Linked DNA regions of Drosophila melanogaster: region 1 is linked to region 2. A link is a contact called in public Hi-C data. All regions are on one chromosome and are shown on one strand. The core of a region is the stretch at or near the end of the contact, and the rest is flanking DNA. Distances in the headings are between cores, read along the strand shown. Region 1 holds the start of AkhR (Adipokinetic hormone receptor). Region 2 holds the start of CG31637.

Region 1 (4,500 bases), core at 1,738-4,237, 220 kb before region 2:
GCCATGAAGTTGATGAGCTTGTTGTGCACCACGTATCTGAAAGTATATTTAAATGTTCGTGAGTAAATCTTGCAGATATATTACTCTGCTTCACGTACCGCAGCTTTCGCCCCTTGCTGGCCCTGGTGTCCACCTTCTTCTTCATCTTCTGGCGCAGCTTCTGTAGCTCCACGAACTGCTTGGTAATCTCGCTCATGTTGGACGAGGTGCTGGCCTTGTACTCGATGAGCTCCCGCAGCTGCTGGTGGTAGAAATCGCTGTCGTCGTAGATGTGCTTCAATCGCTGCACGGGCGTGTTTTCCTGCTGCTCCGCCTGGCTGTTCTTTGGGGTCTGGGACTTTTCCACGAGCGCCTCTCGGTTCGCCAGGGCGCTGCCGATCTTTTTGATGATGTCGTAGTCCTCCTGCAAGGACTTGCGTTTGACACCCGCTCCGGGGGTCAGGAGTTTCGTACGGTCGTCCCACTTTAACAGAACTTCATTGCGATACCCAATCATTTGTTGGAAATTGCTCTGCAGCACAGAACCAAACTTTTTGACCGCCGGACCCGAATCCTCTGTGGGCTGCTTGCGCTTCACCGACTTTTTCATCTCGGAGTATTGCTGGTGGAGAGCTGACTGGAGGGAGAGCAGTTGCTGCAGTAGCTTGGATGAACGCTCCTGGGCCTCGTTAAGCACCGACTGAAGCTCATCGCTTTCCGATGCCAGTTTCGTTAGAGTTTCCGGTGCAGGAAGCTGATTCGCTTTGCTGGTGAACTTTTGGGTGTTGATCCTTAGCTCGAGAAGACGCTCCCAGATGCGCAGCTGGTTTTGGACGGCAAGTCCTTTTTGGATTTCAGCTTGATGGTTGGTTTTGGACATTACATCCGAGGGTTTGATTGCGTCGTCTTCTGCTTCATCATCTTCTGAATCGTCGTCATCTCCTTCACTTTCCTGGCTATGGTCTTCTTCCTCAGAGTCATCATCCTCCTCCTCATCATCATCATACTTAAAATCTCCAGCCTCAAACTTTTTTTTAAAGTCTGTCAAATTGCTCTCAATCTCCTCACTTTCTTCACCAGATTCGGAATGTCCAGCAGCCGTTTCCTCCTCGGAGTCTTCAGCTCCTCCAGCATTTAACTTCTGCTTAAAGTTTGTCAAGTTCTCATCATCCTCATCGCTTTCTTCGTAGGACACCTCTTGTTCATCATCCTTATCCTCATCGTCATCCAACTCCTTGCGACTGCTGATCTTTCCTTTGTAGCGGTCACTCTGCTCCGAGAGCAGCTTGACGTTCCTCTTCCTAAAGTCGGTGCTCCGGGCATCCGGCAGGTCGTACTCCTCCTCCTCGAAGTCCACCAGACGTGGCCCTGTGGCCACATCGAAGTCCGAGTCCTCTGCGCTGTCGCTCTCGTTCGGATGGGCAAGCAGCTTGCTGACCTTCTCGGCCACCGTCTGTGGCTGTTTCTTTGACTTGCGCAGCATACTGCTAGAGTTTCATTTATAATTTCAAAACGAAAGACCTAGTTTACCACATGGACTGATTGCTAGAGGTGGATGAACATCGATGCACATTTCGATGATATCGATATTTTCACACTTCTTTTAAGCGGAGCAGTGTGACCGCTTACGCAAAGTTTGGTCGAATGCGGTAAAATCAAAAATTTAAAAATTTAAATGACTTCATTTTAAAATTGAATTTCCCCAAAAATTGTTAATTACAAAACGGTGTTAATTTGTTCCTAACACCACAATTATCCAACACCATGTTTATTGAATTTTAGAAAACTTTTTAAAACTTCAATATAGATTTTGTTTTTTAATTCGGCATTCCCAAACTTGTGTAAATGAACTCTCATATATACCCTGAAATATCAAGAATCCTAATGTGCTATAAGTGCTATAAATTCAAAAAAAGTTTTGTATTCAATCATACAAATATAAATAAAGGATGAAAAATGGGTGGAAACCTTACAGATATTAAGTCACTGCATACTTTTGGGCATTTGATTTAAGCCGCGTTGAGTGCAAGCGCAAATACGAAATTAAACGGCGCCCTTGAATGTGCCGTTTATTTCAGTTAGTGCACATTCTGCACGACCACTCATTAGAGCCGCCCCACCGTCGTCTTATCAGGTGCGCCAGGTGCATCTTGATAAGGCCGCGCTCACGCCACTTTCGTAGCATACAAATGTGCGCCGCGGAACGTGAACTTGAAATCCTTTTGTCCGCCCCGGCACGCTCATTAAATTTAATGAATCGTTTTGTCCAATTGCGTATCGTCCGGCCGGCATGAGGTTAAATTGTGAACCTTGGCAGTGGACTTGGCAGATGCCAGTGAAAACTCGACGGGATCAGAGGTGCGAAATCCGAAACAAAAAGGACATACGAGTGGGATACAGAGAGCAAAGTTTTGGGAAAGGAGGAAAGCTCGGAACGAGGCCTATAAGAAGATTCATGTAGATCACTTGTGCCGGCTGAGACGCGACTCATGCGGCAGATAAGGAATCGAAACATTTGGCGATCAGACGGACCACCGTTTGAACTTTGAGTCGTGTACACGCATTGATAATCGTGAAATTTATGCGGGCGGGACCTGAAAACACACACACACATGTGAAGTGTATTGGGGTCGTCCGCTGTTATCAATGTACCTAACATTGTATACCTGCTACTTGAAATTAGGGGTATACCAATATCGTGAGTCGTTTTGTAACACTGACGAAGGAAGTACCTTAAACTGGAATCTTACAGATTAAGAGGGCTCAGAGCTAAAGATAAATTCTACTTTTCCTATCCTTTGAGCAGCTATAAGAGTCATAGAAACGCATTCAGGTGTATAGTCCTTGTCCAAAAAGTAGGCTACGATTTCTACAGGAGGCCGAGGACCAGGTATTTGAATGGTCGGGAGTGCAAAAGCTTCCACTTGTCGCGCTCATCTTCCAGCTGTGTTATCAGTGGCTGCCGAGATCTCGAGTACGAGGCATCAGCATCCCAGGCAGGCAATCGGTTCAGTCAGTTCCTGCTCGTCGATCGGTGTGAGTGTGGATCTGGAGTACCGTTAGTCGTAGTCGTGTGTGCCGTTAAGAAGCTCTCGCATCGTCGATAGCGATAACTACGCGCGTGGGCGGTGGGCAGTGTGAACGGTGTATTTTCGTCGCTGCTGGGAGGTGTGTGCAAAATAGAATTTATTCAAATATATTCAAAAATCTCAGGTTAAAATCAGCTATATCTGTATAGTACACAGCAAAACACGGTGTGGCCGCGTGTTTAGAAAACGCAAAACAAAACGGAAATCGCAAAAAAGGAAGAAAAACAGAATGAAGAAACGTATATAATAGTTGTATATAGAGGAAAAGTGATTTAAACAGCACGTACGCGTTCTCGTAATCGAAGATTACGCCTACAATAGGTAGTATATACACAAGCCGATCGATTAGTAAGAGCAATCTAGTTGAATCTCCCTGTAATCTTCGAGGGGTTCCAGCACTCGGCTAGGTGAACTTGGGCCTCTGCGAGTTTAAAGTTTATTCAGTTTATTCAGAACGAAATCGAATTGTTTTGGACCGTATTTTGCTCGATTCGAAAACTTAGTTATTTGGAATCACATTTGTTTGAGCACATTAAAATGCCAAGTTCAAAAGGCATCAAACGCGGCGCGTCTAAACAAACAACCCGTAAAATAATTCGACTGAAGGATTAATGTGAGAACGAGTTGTCCGAGTTTTTTGCAGCTATTGCTGTTCAATTGAGTGAACTTTCGGTTCGATTGAGCGCAATTGATTAACAGATTAATAAGCCAGCGGAGAGCGCAAGATGCTCCCCATTATAATTATTATACCGATGTAGATGTATGTACATATCAATTCTAGAAAACACACCGAGCCGGGCAGCTCAACATAAACGGAATTTTTATTATCAATCGGAAACTTGAATGCGTTAATGCCGCGCGGGAATATTTGGTTCAAGGTCATTGCCAGCTTTAGCACATAGAAAAAAAAGGGGCCAACAAACAAGCAAACAGAACGTAAATAATCATACCAATAACATAATAAACAAGTTCTTGAACCTAAAATCCAAAGCAATCGAAAAAGTGTTCATTATCATTATCAAACTGAGTGCAATCGATTTGATTAATTGAGTGACTGTCTGTCAGGGAATATTATTAATAATATATTTGTTTATTTGTGTTCTCAATATTGGATTATCTCGACTGAGCCGCCAATAATAAAGCATTCGAAAAGTCAAAAAGCAGCGCACACGTTTCACAATAATTTAATGACGGGCCCCCAAAACGAACCCAAATGATAAAGCACACAGTTTAAACTTCAATAATTAACATGCATACAAAAATCAATTATGAAACATTCAAACGAAAACAAGAAATAGTATCTTAACATCCATCTGTATCTGTATCTTTTGATTTAGAATAAAAGACGTTATCTTTGAGGCAAATCCTTGATGCAGTTGCATTCAGATACAATTTATTAGCTTGTCCCAAAAAATGGCAAAAGTAGCTGAGG
Region 2 (4,719 bases), core at 1,721-4,220:
ATACGAAGTCAGCTCATGATTTAGTGTGTTAATTGTTTTTCGCTTTTCAGAGGAGGCGGAGATGCCAGTAAATAACCATTAAAAGACATCAAACATTTCTTTTGACATTTATGTGGCACTATAAATGACATTTTCCACTCAGACATTTTATCTCTACCAATTCGTGTATTTATTGAACAGAAATCTGTGCACAAATGTCAGATACGTTCTCATTGATTGAAATTGTTTTTTATATCCTTTGCATAACATTGACACAACTCAGCCCACACAAAAGCCGAATCTAATACATATCCAGAATGTCCTTACAAAAAGGAATGATCGGAGCATGTAATCGAAACCACAAAAGCCAGTGGAGCAGGATTGGGTTTGGGGGACTGGGTTCTGGCGGGCAAGGAACCGAAACCCCACATCAATCAAATACATTTTCGTTTTCTGTTTACTTGTTGTCGCTGGTTTGTTTAGCTAGAGATTGCTGTACACTAATTTTATCGATTTCTGCTGCTGTTGTTGGCCGGCTTACATTTTAAATGGGAAATTATGTAAATGAAACTTTTGTTTGCGGCATTTGGGGGAATGCCCCAACGAGATTTCAAATCGATTGTATTGCCCAAGGATTTGCTCTCTGTTTTCACTCAGTCGAAAGTAAACACCCTGAGAATTTCAGGTGATACAATAACAATACAATCTCGAAAAAGTGGAGGCGAAACGATTACAAATTCGGTATCTCAGATTCTAATCACAGCGTTATCAGTTAAGGTTCCCAAGAAATACAATTTAAATGGTAATCCCCACTTTATAAATGAGTGTTCATAGCTGACAAATAGTATTGGGCTTCTGTAAAATTATTTTAATTGTTCTTTCAAATTCGTAAGTTCAAGAAAAAAGTATACCGAAATTTAGAACTAGTTTTTAATCGCTAAATAACTCTGAACAAACCTTCATAGCCTATCCCAGTATCATATCACTATCGTGTTTGAAAATTTCGGAAAGCCCAATAAGTAATTAGGGTAACAAACCAGAACGATAACGTGATAGCAGTTGAAAATTTATAATAAAAAAGTACAGACAATTTAAAGTCTATTGTTGAAAAGTAAGCATTAATGAAACTAATGGCCAAAATGCCAATTGAACCTTTTTTTATACAAGATTGATTGCTGTTTGTATATTTCTTTATAAACTAAGACTAAAGACGAAGACTTTCAATTTAAAATAAACAACATTTTCATATACAATACATAAGCAATTAGATAAGACGCATAAGTTGACTGGCCGAGGAAATTTAACTGGCAAAACTAAGAAAATACTATAAGCATTTGCCTTTCGAAACTTATCACCAATGAGGGCCTTGGCCTGCCTCGAAAGATAAAAATGGGATGCAAAGAAACTGCTGATGCTATTGAATGAAATACTGACTTAGTCTGGATGGGGAATTTAACAAAGCAATAACGATAAAGACTTGCTGCTGTATGTTGCAAACTGATAAATCTATAATTTCATAATGAAGTCACTACGTTTATTGAAACTGATGTGACACGCAAAAGAAGGACTAAAGACTAAGACAAAAGTTGATTCCCTCGATTATTAGATAGTTAATTAGTATTCACGCTTCCGGGTAAGTAGGTAATCATGTGGCATGTTTAAAGACTTCAAATAATTCGGCACGAGTCAATGCAGTAAAGAGCTTTCTCCTAAGACATCACACTCCAGGGTCCCCGAATAAACAATCCGCCTGAGATGCGTTGCATATCGCATGCCAGTTGGCTTTCACTTTCTACCCGGATGTCTGGGCCCACTCACCTTTGGTCCTCGAGCAGCTTTTCGGCCTGGGCGAGTCGCAGGCGGACGGTCTTCATGCTCTGGATGGGGAAGAGGCGGCAGAAGCGCGTGAGGAAGGCTGGACGCCAGCAGAAGCGCGGGAACTCCCGGCAGACGTCCCACAGTCGGGTGTTGTGCTCGAACAGATAGGTGTGCGTCTTGCCGAAGTTCAGATAGTCGATCATGTCGGCGTAGTCGCAGTTGAGCAGGTTCTTCAGGTTCTGCACGGCCAGCTCCTGATCGTCAGGATCGCGGATCTGCTTGATGCCGAAGTCGAGCAGCGGCTCATAGTGATAGAAGTTGCCCGGTATCGAGTTGAGAATGTCACCCAGGAAGGTGGAGCCGGAGCGCCATGAGGTGACCACCACACTGCGCACCGGGGTGCCGTTCGTCTCCGGCGTCATGTCCGTCAGACGCTCGGCGCCGCCGCGCGGATACTCGAAGTTCTCCATTTCGGCCAGGATGCGCGACCGTTGAGCCGACAGGACATCCACTATAGTAGCTGTCAGATTGTAGACGGCCGTCTGCGACGACTGCTGCTGCTGCTGCAATTGCTGCTGGAAGCGATCGTAGAAGGCGCTGCGCGCCAGCGAATTGGATGGACCGCCATCTACGGACGCGCCCTGATCCCGCCCAGCCGACTGATTAAACGGCGTGGTCAGCGGACGGTGCTGGGTGGTGGCGATCAGCAGCAGGATGCACAGGCTGCTCACGCCGCAGATGCCGATCAGATTGGCCCTGCGCGACATCCGGCTGCGGCGCCGCTTTCCGTTCAAGCTGAGTCGCTGCTTAGCGCGTGTCCTGCCGGTATCGACGTTCGACGGGTCCTGCGGGCCAAGCAGGGAGCACGCCTCCAAGTCCGCGCTCAGTTCCAGGTGCTGCTGCTCCTCCGTGCTGCTGCTGCTGCTGCCAATGCCCGTGCTCATTGGTCGGTCGGTTGGTCACTTGCTAATTGCTGGTGGTGATCACTTGTGTGCTATACTCGCACTCGCTCCCACACGCACATAATTATCGGCGCGCCCTCAACTCGAGCGCATTGCAGTTGCTTGCTGCGGAAGTCGCCGCGTCGGAGTTATATCTTTGTTTTCCGTATTTATATCTCGATTTTCCGCGACGCGATGCGAACGAAACGATTGACAACAACAAAGTGACCGTTGCGGGCAGGTGGAAAGATGCCGCGGCGAGCAGTGAAGTCGCGTATAACAACTATATCCTAAATATTCCATGAAGTCACAGTGTACTAGTCACTACATTTGGTGTGAAACCTGGCTGGCCATGTAGCACAGACTCGAACCAATTCGGAGAGTTTTAATTCAGATTCAAAAACATTTTTTTAAAAGCATTTAAAAGTTCTGATGAGCATAGATCAAATTTACATATTTAACCCCTCGAAATATACCTTAAATAAAGCTTTCATATCAAACCCCTGGCCCACTACACCCCTAACATTTGCCCAGAAATTAATAGGCTTTGTCCATAATTGGCTGGAAAGATTCCGGGGAAAAGTGATTGAAGTCCTGAATGGAGCGATACCCCCACAAATCCATTGCCTGACCGCACACGTCCTGTACAGCCCCAATATCGTCCACCATCATTTCGCTTATCCACTCGAAGGCGGACTGGCTGGAAAGCTCCTTCCAGCGGGAGGACTGAAAAAAGTAGCCACTGCGCGGATGCATTTTCTGAATCCTGGTCCTGTTTCGTTCCAAGGGCAATCCGTAAAAGTCGAATACTTGTTTGATACTCTCATCGGGCTGTAGGAACAAGTCCTCATAACGTATAATGCTGTGAAATAGGCATATAAATAAAGAGATATATAAGAGTTACACAAAACCTTACCTAAAACGCTGTGGATAGGCTTGGGTGAGGGTCTCGACCATTTGATAATCACTGACCATGTCGCCGCAAAGTTCCTGTGCCTCGCAATCCCTCTCATCCGAACACCACTTGTTATTCATTCGGGAATATATGGTGCCCCGAGGATCGCGAACAAGCAGCATGATGTTCAGATTTAGGCTAGAAATGTGGAATTTTAAGTAAAACGATTAATTTTCAATAGCTGCCACCACTCCACTCACTCTTTGCGTTCCAGAAGGGAAGCCAAAAGATTCAGCCGCAAGTTGTACACCGCCATGTTGATGAATGGGTACAGCTTGCAGACGGCGGCCATGGTCTCGGGATCCCAGCACGCCTCCTGGCTGTAAGAGCGACAGATCTTGGCCTGTGCGCCATAGAAGCGCCGAAAGACCGGCGATCGCATTCCCCATTGGATCATTTCCGCAGACTTGTTGTAGTCGCAGTTGTACAGCGCCGCCAGTTCATCCAAGGCGCGATGGTGCTCCTTCGCGGCAATGGAACGGCTCTCGTAGGCGATCAGTGGAGCGTAGTGCTGATAGCAGCCCGGCTGATGGGCCAGGTTGTCCAGCAGGGTGAGGGCACCCGATCCCCGGAATGTGACCAGCATTGAGCGGATTGGCTGGCCGCCGGCATCCAGAGTGAGGTTTCTGATGTCGCCCAAGTGGCTGGTGCTGTAGGAGACCAGTGAACGTTGCAGTGTCACCGGATCCGGCATCAGCATGGGCAAAAGGAAGAATATGAAGAGTACGTAGGTCGTATAGACGCCCACGCAAGCGACGGTTAATTTTGAAGTACGCGAAAGTGAAACCATGACTGAAATTTTAAGTTTATTCCAATTTTCCCACTCTTCCAATTTTGTATAATGTCTGAACGATTGAAGTTTGAAGATCTGACAGAAGGTACTGTGCTTCCACGAAGACGATCAAAAAGCAGGACAGGATTTGCAAGAAGGGTTTATCTTGTAACATGCTACCTTTATTGGCATATCATTTGTATTTTATATATAATTTTAATAGTTAATAAATTGTTATTTATCAATAACTAAAA

What was found. A called contact is a pair of places that touch in the nucleus more often than the background predicts.
Region 1: a contact with region 2 is called in a Hi-C map of the Kc167 cell line, with 2.5 times the contacts expected there. The contact joins the promoter of AkhR here to the promoter of CG31637 in region 2. A contact is called at or near these places in 7 of 107 Hi-C or Micro-C datasets (the D17-c3 cell line, the Kc167 cell line, embryo and 3 more).

What each region holds. Positions count from the first base shown.
Region 1 is chr2L:6,714,673-6,719,172 of dm6, reverse strand. It overlaps AkhR (Adipokinetic hormone receptor), which reads left to right and starts at 2,987. Exons shown (of 7, transcript NM_205917.3): 1 at 2,987-3,147; 2 at 4,406-4,500. The coding sequence starts at 4,482. Aatf (Apoptosis antagonizing transcription factor) reads right to left here and starts at 1,548. Exons shown (of 2, transcript NM_135222.3): 1 at 99-1,548; 2 at 1-36. The coding sequence starts at 1,462.
Region 2 is chr2L:6,496,898-6,501,616 of dm6, reverse strand. It overlaps CG31637, which reads right to left and starts at 2,970. Exons shown (of 4, transcript NM_135199.3): 1 at 1,798-2,970. The coding sequence starts at 2,741. CG9550 reads right to left here and starts at 4,564. Exons shown (of 3, transcript NM_135198.2): 1 at 3,894-4,564; 2 at 3,655-3,831; 3 at 3,151-3,600. The coding sequence starts at 4,483. The coding sequence ends at 3,276. It overlaps CG31638, which reads right to left. Exons shown (of 9, transcript NM_164692.3): 9 at 4,629-4,719.